Regions from separate parts of the Mus musculus genome. Here region 1 is linked to region 2. A link is a contact called in public Hi-C data. All regions are on one chromosome and are shown on one strand. The core of a region is the stretch at or near the end of the contact, and the rest is flanking DNA. Distances in the headings are between cores, read along the strand shown.

Region 1 (5,970 bases), core at 362-2,861, 56 kb before region 2:
GTCTCTGTTCCTGCCTAGGGGACCATCCACAAGCCACACACACTTGCATTTGGCCAGAGCCGTACTTCACACACACCTGCTCACATGATTTGTTTTAGGGGTCAAGTTTCAGATTTTTCTTTTTATTGATTAATTCTGCTGCTTGACAGCTTGATATGTTTATATAACGTACTCTAACCTCATGCCCTGTCCTCTCATCTCTCTCTCTCTTTCTTATCAATACCTAGTCCCCCCCCCACTCAGATTCGTGATCTGGTTTGTGACCCATCTGTGTGACCGTTGGCCAGAACATTGTGTCGGAGCCCGGAGGGTTGGAGCCTGGTGGGGTCACGAACGGGAAGCCACCAGAACGCAGTGGTTTCTGCCTCACTGAATCTGTGTTGCGTACAGCTCCTCAGTGTGCCGTAGGTCCCCTGAGCCCCTCCTCCACTCTTGTCTGACTGTCGACCCGCCTGGTCTTATGCATTCCCAGGGAAGGCCTTTGACTCGAAACTGCTGAGTCTGAGGACGAAATGTGTTTGAAATGGCTGTGGCTTGCCTAGAAGACATCATCTCACAGCCTCCCTCTTTTCCCCTCCACCACCTTCTCCCCCGACTCCTCCTCTCTCTGCTTCTTGGTTGTAGGTTAAGGTGTGAGCCCTCAGCTTAGGTCTCCATGTCTATGGTCTGCTGCCACGTCTACCTGTCATGATGGACTTTCATCCTGTAAGCCCCAATAAATTCTTCCTTCTCTAGGTCACCTTGGTCATGGTGTTTTATCTCAGCAACAACAAAAAAGTAACGAACACAGCAACCTATGCTGAATGTGAAGTAGTGGGAATTCTCCTGCCTCAGCTTCCCAAGTGTTGGGAACATCCAGCAGCCATAGATTGCTTACCCCACTGAAGCCATATTGCATTTCAGAAAGCTCTTCCAAATCTGAGTTTGGAAAACACTGGTTCAGAAATATGTCCTGCCACTCTGAGTAATGGCACACCCCACTCACTCCACCCTCCCAGATACCTGATGTGCACAGACGCTCTCCCACCATCTGCCTAAGGAACTCTGACTCGGGCTATCCAAGCTTACTAACTGTCAGCTCTGCAATAAATATATACCATTACATCTCCATCAGAGGGAGCCCTGCCCACCCCATTCTTCTAAAGCCTCGTGTGGCTGGCTATAAACTATAGTATATAAAATATAAGTTCTGGAGAGCAGAAGCGCACTCAGAGAAGGCTCCTTGGGAAGCAGATGTCTGTGAACGTGGACATTACCGGTTTTTGCTTTGAGGAGATGTGGATAATTGTAGATAACGCCAAGAGGAAGCAAGCAGCAGCTGGGAAGCTGGGTGAGAAGAGAGCATCAGAATACTTGGACAACAGCGGCCAGTGCCCACCAGGTGGCGCCTCTGGCCTCTCTTAGGCAGAGCTTCTCAGTCCACGGCTTCAAATGGAAGAGGCAGCACAACCCATCTTCTAAACTGGTTTCTAAACCTCATATTTTTAATGATTTTTAAAACCCCTTGATTTATTTTAAATTCATGTCTTCCTAGTGATAAGGTCGAGTTTCTAAGACATGGCCGTAAGAATCACATTTTAGGTCTGCTTCTCTCTGTTGGCCACAGGGGGGAGCAAGAGCTCTTCCGTTCTGGCATGCGTGGTGAGAGGATCATTGGGGAGCCATGAGGCACACGTCCAGTCTCACAGTGACTATTGCAAATCACAGTTTATATATGGCAAAGGTTACGTTCCCCCACACCACCAAGACATAGCTTCAGCCTTTACTTGGACCTGAGGACTGCCTTGATGGTGCTGGTCTTTGAGTATCTGCTGCGAAATAGAAAATCCATTTTATCAGGAACCCAATCTGTGTGCTTCCTTTAGAGGAATGACTGAAACCAAAGCTAGAAAAAAAAAGAGAAAACTTCGAAATCATCAGCCGTTGTACAGCTGAAAAGGAATGAGTCACCTGTTGGAATAAAAAACCACGTGACTCATATTTGTCTTTCTGGTCATCTGGCCCAAGTGAGTTCGTGTAAACGGAGCTTGCCAGTTCACCACACTCAGAGACATCGCCCTGACCACTAATAATCAAAGCAGGATGCACATATCTTACACTCCTCTTTTGAGACAGGAACACCCTCCCCCACAAAGTGGTTTAGGCTGGTCTTGAAGTCAAAATCTCCCAGTTTCTTCCTGCATAGCTGAGATTACAGTACATGATGTCATCGCTAGCTCAACAAGGCTATTTAAGCATGTGGACCATCGGGTGACGGAGGAGATGTCCCCGTGTTTATTCAAGATGCACCCTGAGGTCTCCACTCTTCTCCTTTGTCCAAGGCTTGGATCAGAACATACCTCCTCCGAGAATTCAGGATTCCCACTGAGCTCGGTCAAAATGATCATTTCCCTTCCTACTCAGACCTTCCATACTTCCCTGGCTATGGCTACCCATAGCACCCCAAGGATCTGGTCACATAGATGTCCCTCCCTAAGGCCTCTCCTCGCTGATGAGTTGCGGAGCAACTCTGATGACTTCTGCTCCCAGCATTCGGCACCAACCCCCTCAATAAGTACAGCCATTGCTCTTGCTTTGTAGAGAAAACTGCTAAGACAGAGAGGCCAAGCAATAGGTCCAAGCCTCCAGCCGTGGCTCACAGAACCAGAATGCAAACCCAGGCCATCTTGCTGCAAAGGCGAACTGCGTAAACCACTGACTCAAGAAACAATAAACACTTGCTGACTTGGACCACTCGCTCAGGACTAGCGTTTGAACTGTTTTTCTGAAACGTTTTCCCCACCACCTTCCATACGAATCACGTGGGTTCCCTAAGCCCCCCAAACCTCCTCTAACCCACAGACAACAGGCTGAACGGTACACTTACTAGACCCAGATATGTTCATGTTTTTACACTCTTCGATGTTGGCCTCGCTGTTGAGATAGATTTTGATTTTCCCACTGTGGGCTGTGTTGTCGAAGGTAATCTAGAGACAGAAACAAAGAGGTTATAGTCCAACGAGGCGGGGTGGGGTGGGGGTTGTCAGGTCAACTACTTACAAAAGTCATCAGTACCCAGATAGAACTCTGATACAGAGATCACAGGGATGAAAATGCCTCTGCACGTGGGTTCTGGTCCAGCTGCTGTTACTGTGGTAAAACTCTGGTCAACTCCAGCAGGAACTGGAGAACACGCCCCAGAGGAAGTCCTGCTTACTGGCTTGCTGACAGCTTTCATTCAGCCTGCTTCTTGGTCCAGCCCAGGACCCATTGTCCAAGGATAGAAGAGCCTCTCCTGCATCAATCAGTAGCCAAGAAGATGCCCCACTGAGATGTTCACTGGCCAGTCTGATCTGGGTAGTCCTTCAGTGGACACACCCTCAGGACACCATGGGCTATGTCAGGCTGACAGCCGAAGCTAACTGGGAGAATTTAGTTATATATTTTTTAATGATTAAAAAACTATAGCATAAAGGATGAAAGTTTTCTGTGGGTGCTGGGGATTTGAACTCATATCCCCATGTTTTATGTATCAAGCCACCTTCCCAGCCCAAGAATAGGGTTTTAGAGAGTTGGAAAGGGTTGGATCCATCTTCACAGGGAACAGTCTCTAGATGGGTACCACACCATCACTGAAGCAGTTTCCAGTACAACAGTATCTAACATCTGTAGCTGAAGGGCTTACCCTCCACTACAAAGTTGCAGGGAGTGAAACAGAGGCTGACATCACACAAAAACACTTGCCGTATTCTGAAAGAGGTAACAGTCCGGTATCTCTCGGGAATGAACTGCCTGTAGGTCAATTCCTTTGAGGGCAAAGGAGATATCAACTTGCACGAGCCTAAATAAAATACAGTAAAAGGTACAACTGTCAGCGTCACTATCCTAGTGTCCGTGCCCCCGCCCACCGCCCCAGGCCTCCTCTCCTGGGTATTGAGACTTGACATTGTGTTTACCGATAAAAATCCAGCCTGAAGAAAGATGTCTGTGCCCAGTCCTCGGGTTCCGTGGTGAGCACCTGAAGGTCCAGGTGAATGCAGTCTAGAGCAACGGACAGACAGACAGGGAATGGTCACTCCTGGCCAGAGTCTGATGCTGAAATGAGTCCAGCAGCCATGTGATGAGAAGCAGGACCCTAGGAACGCCTCAAAACGGCTGTCAGAAAATATCAACTAATTACCACATGGAGCACGGTCACCCTTCAGTAGAGAAGCCGGCAGGTGCCGCTTTCACCCAGGGACCACGTTAACATTGTCAGTCTCGAACAGAAGCAGGCTTCAGATGCCTCCTGCTACGATGCTCTGGGATACAATGTTTCTTCCCCAGCTGCAGTTGTGATTAAACAAAAATGCCCGGCAGAGGAAGTTCTTCTCCTCTATATTGTAGCGTTCAGGAGAGAACAGATGGAGGCGTTCGGGAGAGAGGGGCAGGAACTCTGTGAGTTCCAGGTTAGCCTTGTCTTGGTTCACATAGCAAGTTCCAAGCCAGGCAGGACTACAGAGCCCACCCATAAAGATTAGCCTCTGAACAGCGTGGCCCTGTATCATTGCTTCACAGGACAACGAGGAGATCCAGAGGTAAGCACTAGCAAGGTCATGGAGACCTGGTCGTGGAACTGTGTGACATCCACGCTGCTCTGCTCTGCTGTCTCTAGTATGGAGAGGTCTGGACCTAGAGCAAGCTGGCTTCCCATGGGTTCTCTGGATCTCTCTGCTCTCATAACATGAACTCCTAGCTTAAGTCATACTTTAAGTATAACGGGCTTAATAAAAATGTGCTATGCTGGGCCAAACACAGGGCACAGAACTGAACAGACGATTCCATGAAACAGCGTGTTACAGGCAAAGTGCTGTGGCCACGTATGTTATCTGGTTAATGAATTGTGCTCTTTAATCCTCAATGCAAACTGATGGCATGTTATAGGTAAATAAACCAAAGCACAGAAGTCAAGAAACTTTCGTATGGTTGCACAAGCATTTGCTGTCTATCAAGATTTAGACCCACCCATTCTTGCCTCTCCATCCGGAGCCGAGACTGACCCTTCTTCTTCTTGATTTTAGGTTCCTTTTCTTGCATACATTGGCAGAAGCCTGCTAATGAGTAACCACGCATGGGTTAATCTTACACACCGGAGGAAGCTCCTTGACTTTCCCCTGAGCTACTGAGAGAATAATCCTCCCATGTGCTCAATGCCAACGACTGCCTATGTAGCCAGCTCATTTGCTGGGCTAGCCTCAGATCCAACTCACAGATAAGTGTGCGTCGATAAACGAAAACCAAAACTCCACTTGGTCTACCCAGCAGTTTTGCGAGTGGAGCTTCAGCCCAATGGGTGGCTGGCAAGATGGGCGTTGTTTGGATTGGAACACTGGAGTCTGATTTACTATGTAGCCAAGGGAATGTCACGTTTGTGAGCGGCTGAGATAGGACAACATCTCCTTAACCACAACCACATCCCAAGTGAGTCGAATGTCATCAGGTTTACACTGTCTGGAGGCGCCAGCGTTGTGTAAAATCAACCCGCATTTACCTCATTAGTAGGCTTTCTCTAATATATGCAAGAAAATTAAGTATCAGATAACTTTTGAAATCTTCATACCTTTTAATACACTGACGGACTCTTTTGACAAGTTATATTAATAAGGTCAGAGGATGCAATGAATACAGTTAGGTAATCTCGATTCAGGTCAAATTCATGGTCAACCTCTCTCCATTTACTCTGAAATATTCCATACACTTACAGAAAGGAAATGAGCGATGTCACCACTGAGGAATATGTAAGCCCTGGTTTTCAGTCCTGTCCGTCTGCCTGGGCCATTCATATTGACTTTGGCCACATTTCTTTAAGCAATTTTCCCAGAAAATTTAATCAGGAAAAAACAAATATGCACGGCATATGCAGGGCTGACAAGCAGTCGTGTGGTACATCCCACTTGAGTGTCACAGTTTCAGGAGGAAAGTGGCAGAACCAACTTTCAGCCCCAGCTGTGA
Region 2 (5,477 bases), core at 994-3,493:
CTGTAATTCCAGCACTTAGGAGTCTAAGGCAGTATGACTGCACTGAATTGGCAGCCAGTCTAACCTTCATAGTGATTTCCAAACTAGCCCTGGCAATAGATTGAGATCTCATCTCCAAAACAAACTATATGTCCCTTTTTAAACACTTACTTAAACACCTTTGTGTGTTTCTTACCAAAAGGCTTAAACCGACTAACTTTCCCCTGGACCACTCGAGTAACTATTGGGAGATCAGATGATTCCTCTAAAAGACGAGGAGTAATTCAGGACACCAGCCTGAGAGTGTGCAGCTCCGAATGTGTGCATCACTTTCTCTGCTCTGGTCTCCTGTATCCCACAGGGATGCACACTAAGCCTGTTCACTGCCCGAGGCAGAGATGCACCGCTCAGGTCTAGTTAAGACGTGAGCATGAACACATGTATAAAGCGCTGAGCTTGGCACACAGCCACCGCCCAAGTGTGCCCTAGTATTACTCTAAGTAAATAGCATTCTTGCCCAGCTGATACAGGCTCCGCCATTGAAATGGCACAAATAAGCTTTTCAGTGCTGTGACATATTGCATTATCACCTGGAAATTAAGGATTTCAAGTGCGGGTTGCCAAGTATTTACTGGGAATCGAGCATGTTTTCTTGGTGATATATTAAAGAAAAACTGTGCCTGCTTCCATGTTACTATGTATGAGCCACGCAGCCTTTTAAACCCGTAAGCATCCGTGTCCCACTCTGTAAGGCGGAGACTGGGATTTCCCCAGTGGGAGGGTGGTCACAATGACATGAACTGCTCTACTGGGATGAGGGGTTACCCCAGTTCAGATAAGAATTCTACCAACTTCAGATGACTCTAGAAACTGCCTTGGTCTGCTAGTCCTAAGTGCTTGCTTCCAGTAAGCAATTAAGATTATCAATCTCAATATTAAAAAACAAAAACAAAAAATACCCTCTCTTTCAATAGCAGGTGTTCACCAAGAATGGAAAATAAATATGCAAATCTAAACCTTGTCTTCATTTTTTCCTTTCTGCTTTTTACAAGAGGTATTTCCTCTCACCAGCAGAAAAAGAAACTTTTTTTTACCCTTTTTTTTTCTTTGCGATTACACACGTGTACAGAGGTCAGAGGACAATTGGCAAGAGTCAGCTCACACCTTCTACCATGTGGGTTCTAGAAATCACACACAGGTTGCCAGGCTTGGTGGCAAGCACCCTTTACCAGCACAGCCACCTTGTCAGCCCCAAACATGTTTTAATAATAAACACCACCAGCGTGGGCAACTCTCACAAAAACATGATTCCTCAAAAATATGTAAAGAAGTTATGGAAGGCAGACTGAGATTTTCCTTTCTAACGAAAATGAAGGCGCACATTCCACAGGCGATGCACGGCCCCTGCTGCCAACCCCGTAATCTTCTGCACCACGGTTTTCAGGATTGGGGCTGGAGGAATCATGGAGTCTAAGGAATCCAAGAAGTTGCCTGTGGCAAAACACCATGCAGTTTCTAGAGAAAGAAATGCCCACCATATTAGGAATAAAAGAAAGAACTCATGTTGGGAATCAGATGATATCTGTGAGAGATGTAGATAACTCTCAAGAAAGGCCTTCATGAGGATCCAACTGCTAAAAATGTTTATTCCTGAAAAATACTATGGCATTAAAATTATCATAATAAAAAAAAATGAGAAAGAGCTGGGTGTCGTGGTACACACTTTACCAACACTGGGAAGACGGAGGTCTCTTGTGAATTCAAGGCCTGTCTGGTCTACATGGAAGTTCAGGGCCAATTGGGCCTAAATAGTGAGCCTGTCTCCAAAAAAAAAAAAACTTTTAAAAAAAAGAATCAAGAGAAAGAAAGAGAGGACAAACAAAGAAACAAAGTCGAAGGGAGAAGGGTTTAAATTTTTAAATCTTTATTTATTGTCTGTCCTTACAGGTGCAGTTAAAAGTTGTTTGAGGAACCAGTGCCACCTTCTCTGCTATGCAAAGAGGCTCCGCCTAACTCCTGCAGGAGGATGCTTACCTGGATAGTCACCATCGCGATTTTCAGAATCTGTATGGCAAGTTTCCATGGCTTCCTACCCCGAGCCCAGAACTTCTCACAAGGATTCATAAAAAAGAACTTGAGTTTCCGCCTCATCTGGTCTTCTAAGAGAAGCTGCTCTGACGGGGACGAGCTCGGGTGGAAAGTGCAGGGGCTTTCATCTTGGCGAGCTCTGCAGCTGCTAACCAGCACCTCGGGATTTGCCATCTCTAGGGAAGGAAGCAAACACTTCCACTCAGCTGGGAGAGGCCCAGGCCCGCGGTGTTTGCTACTGCAGAGGCTCAGAAGCCTGAACAAAGGGTCACAGACCGCGAGGTAGAGCAGAAAGACAGGAGGAAGTGGGGAGGTGGGGAATGGGAGGGTGGGTGGGGGCGGGGCAGGAGAAAAGAATGTGATGCGCTCTTCGTTTCGCGCTGGCAGAGTCTGCGGTTCAAGCCTCTCACCAGCAGAGAATTAAATATTCAGCCACAATTAACCTTTGCTTAAGGCCTTTCTCCCTTTCCAACCTGCTGTTTTCTAGAAGTCTGACTAGGAAATCCTCTTAACGGAAAAGGCCGTGTTACGAACCCCTTGGGCAACCCGTGGTGGCTGTTGGTTTTGCTTAATTAGATTATAATTCCATCTAAGATATCTCTGGAGCCATCTAGCATCGTCCTTATCAGATGAGAGAAAAAGAAGTTTCTTAGCAGCGCTTTGCAATGTGACTTGAAATCCACCAAGCTGGTACCTGAAGCTAATACTAAGGCACTAGGCGGGTACTCAGGTCCCTCTCTTGAGAAGTCCATGCCCACACATGAGAATGTATTATTCTTTCTCCTGGGTCCCCTCTCTTTCTCTTTTAACCCTCATGCTCAGAAACTGTGTTTAAACATCATTAATAAACCTAACCTCTACCTCATGTTGACTAGTCTCGGAATTCTTTTTCTGTATTTAAGTCTACGGATCTCGTTTTTACCGGAATGGAAGTCCCTGAAAGATTATGAGTGCTCCTTAGATTGCTGCAGGTGACCGAGGCCCAGCTGTGCTCCCTAGACATAAAAACTACTTTATGGGCTGTTAGTTACTATGCCCAAGAAACCCTGCATGGCTGCTCCAGTGTCCATACATAGGGTGTCCTGTATTCCTATACCATACTAGGTAGGCACAGACTAGGACAGAGGGTCAGTTCCTCACTTGTTTCGACTACTTAAGTGAATTCTCACCTAGGTGAAAGTTAACAAATCCAAGGACTGCTCCAATCAGTAAAAAAAAAAAAAAAAAAAAAAAAAAAAAAGACATGTTTACACATACAGCTGTATACAATATATGTGTGCTTTCCAGCTCAATGGGTAACAGATACAGTCACGGCCAAGATCGGAGGCCTGAGAGGTTGAGAAAGGACTTCAGAGAGTAAACAGACCCTGAAATGATATGCAGATTTTTATGTGGATATGGTCATTCAACTCCTTCTCATGGGAGAAACAAAAACTTCCATGTACTTATTAATCCATAAGTAGGTTTTATACAGAACCAAGAACCAGTTTGGATCTTGATACATCGATGACTTGAATCATCTCACTCAGCCTACATCGAGCCTCAGTCCTGCAAAATGGTAATAATATCTATCCTCATAAGACTGTAAGAAACATTCAACCAAATACAAATAAGGCCTTTGTGTAGAGTGTAAGCTGGCAGCCTCACCCTCTCCCTTCAGTGGTCAGGAATGCTTTCTGATACCACTGTTACGTGGAGGGGCAGTGTGACCGAGCCTCCAGAACTGGACTCTGCTACATCATCGAGGGCAGGCTCTCAACTGCAGTCCAGTTCCCAAGTGACCCCCCCCACTTGAACTTCCTTATACTTACTAACACATTTCACCCTTTGAGGCACGTGTCCCTACTATTTGGAATACCTCTTTGAAAGGGGTATACCAAATAGTAGGCTTTTTCAGACTAAGGAAGAAGTCTCTCCAGAGAGTGGCAGTTATCCAGGAGTTTCCCTTAGGCTAGCATTGATAATATGGAAACCCAGTTAAATAAAATACCCCACACTCACCAAGACAATAGAGTCAGTCCTTCCACACACACAGGAAAGCCCTCCTGAGTTTAATGTTTTCATAAAGAATTATACTCAACAGCAAAGGGAGAAGAATTTAGCCTACAATTATACAACATCTGAGAAATCGTATCTACAGCTTTCCAAGTCCAGAATCACACATTTGATATAGATTGCCACATTCTCGGCAAACCCAGCATTCCTGAAATGTAGATCTGGGCTATAAAAGTCAGCCATGGGAGACATTCTAAATTCCTGATTAATAAAAAGATTAATAAGACCACTGCTGAGTGAAGAAAATAATGCACAACGCATGTTACTATGTAAAAAATGCACTGGGTTCCTTCCAAATAAAATTGTCATGGCGGACATTAATGGTCCTGGTTCCGAAGTGCATCTCAAATCTCCTTAAGGGAAAGGCATAAAGGAAAGGGGGAAAAGCCATTAATTCTCAGGGGGTTTGTTCAACGTCTTATCTCTATCAAGAATAGAACCTGAAAGGCTAGGTATATGACCGAGGAACAGAGAGCTTGTCTCACACGAACTAAAATAAAGTAGTGGGATATTAGAGACAGTATTTGAGGAGGCTATGTTTGAGACTTTGTGCTGGTTTGGTTTTTGTCAACTTGACACAAACTAGACACATCTTGGAAGAGGGACTCTTAACTGAGAAAAGATCTCTGTAAGGTTGACCTGTGGGCAAATTTGTAGGGCCTTCCCTTGATTAAGGTTAATGTGGGAGGGCTCAGCCCACTGTAGGTAGTGGAGCCATCCCTGGGTAGGTGGGCTTAAGTAGAATAAGACAGCAAGCTGAGCAAGCCCTAAGGGGCAAGCCAGCAAGCACCGTTTCTTCGTGGCTTCTGCTTCAGAGCCTGGCTTGTCAGGTGCCTGTCCTGTGCCCCTGTCCTGACTTCCTAGTGATGGACTGTGACCTGAACATTACAAACTGAAATAAACGTTCCTGCCCAGTTGCTTTTGGTCATGTGTTTTATCACAGCAATAGAAACCCTACTATGTCCAATTTAAAAAACAAGTTCTGTTGGTTGCTACATATGAATAACTGCAATATCGAATTTGTTGAGATAGTGTGTTTTATTTGTCTGAATAAAGTGTTTGTGAACTACTTGAAATCCCAACAACCCCCTTTCCATTATATTACAGAGGAAAATTAAACTTTAAGCACACAAGATAGACAGACACTATGTAACCGTAACCTAGAGAAACAAAGAGAGAACAGCCAAGGACCATTAATTTATTCAAAACGCTGCTCAGGTTGTTCCAAAGGGCTGGCTCTCATTCCGGGGCTGACTGTGAAATTTGCCTCCCTCACTGAACTGACCAGGTATTGATTGACAGCTGCTCTTTGAAGTCAAGGAGTTCTGCAGAAGTCTACCTTGGGGGTCAGGGTG

Evidence for each region. A called contact is a pair of places that touch in the nucleus more often than the background predicts.
Region 1: a contact with region 2 is called in a Hi-C map of Th17 cells, with 4 times the contacts expected there. The contact joins the enhancer-like site here to the promoter of Mcoln3 in region 2. A contact is called at or near these places in 13 of 39 promoter capture datasets (the 3T3-L1 cell line, 3T3-L1-derived adipocytes, the HPC-7 cell line and 8 more), 2 of 15 datasets of contacts at CTCF or cohesin (the NIH/3T3 cell line and large pre-B cells), 38 of 484 Hi-C or Micro-C datasets (8-cell embryo, B cells, the Ba/F3 cell line and 27 more), 2 of 115 datasets of contacts at active chromatin or transcription factors (embryonic stem cells and intestinal villus epithelium) and 4 of 9 other capture datasets (adipose tissue, embryonic stem cells, liver and 1 more).

What each region holds. Positions count from the first base shown.
Region 1 is chr3:146,173,507-146,179,476 of GRCm38.p6, reverse strand. Mcoln2 (mucolipin 2) reads right to left here. Exons shown (of 14, transcript NM_026656.5): 5 at 3,936-4,020; 6 at 3,724-3,820; 7 at 2,867-2,966. Among named protein-coding and RNA genes, the nearest start is that of Mcoln2, 27 kb to the right of the region's middle. Within about 2 kb of position 1,611, at least 94 of the 459 cell types and tissues checked have an H3K27ac peak or open chromatin away from gene starts, as enhancers often do. A contact at or near this core is called in B cells, the C2C12 cell line, CD8 T cells and 8 more, where this site is marked.
Region 2 is chr3:146,118,557-146,124,033 of GRCm38.p6, reverse strand. Mcoln3 (mucolipin 3) reads right to left here and starts at 2,243. Exons shown (of 12, transcript NM_134160.1): 1 at 2,014-2,243. The coding sequence starts at 2,241.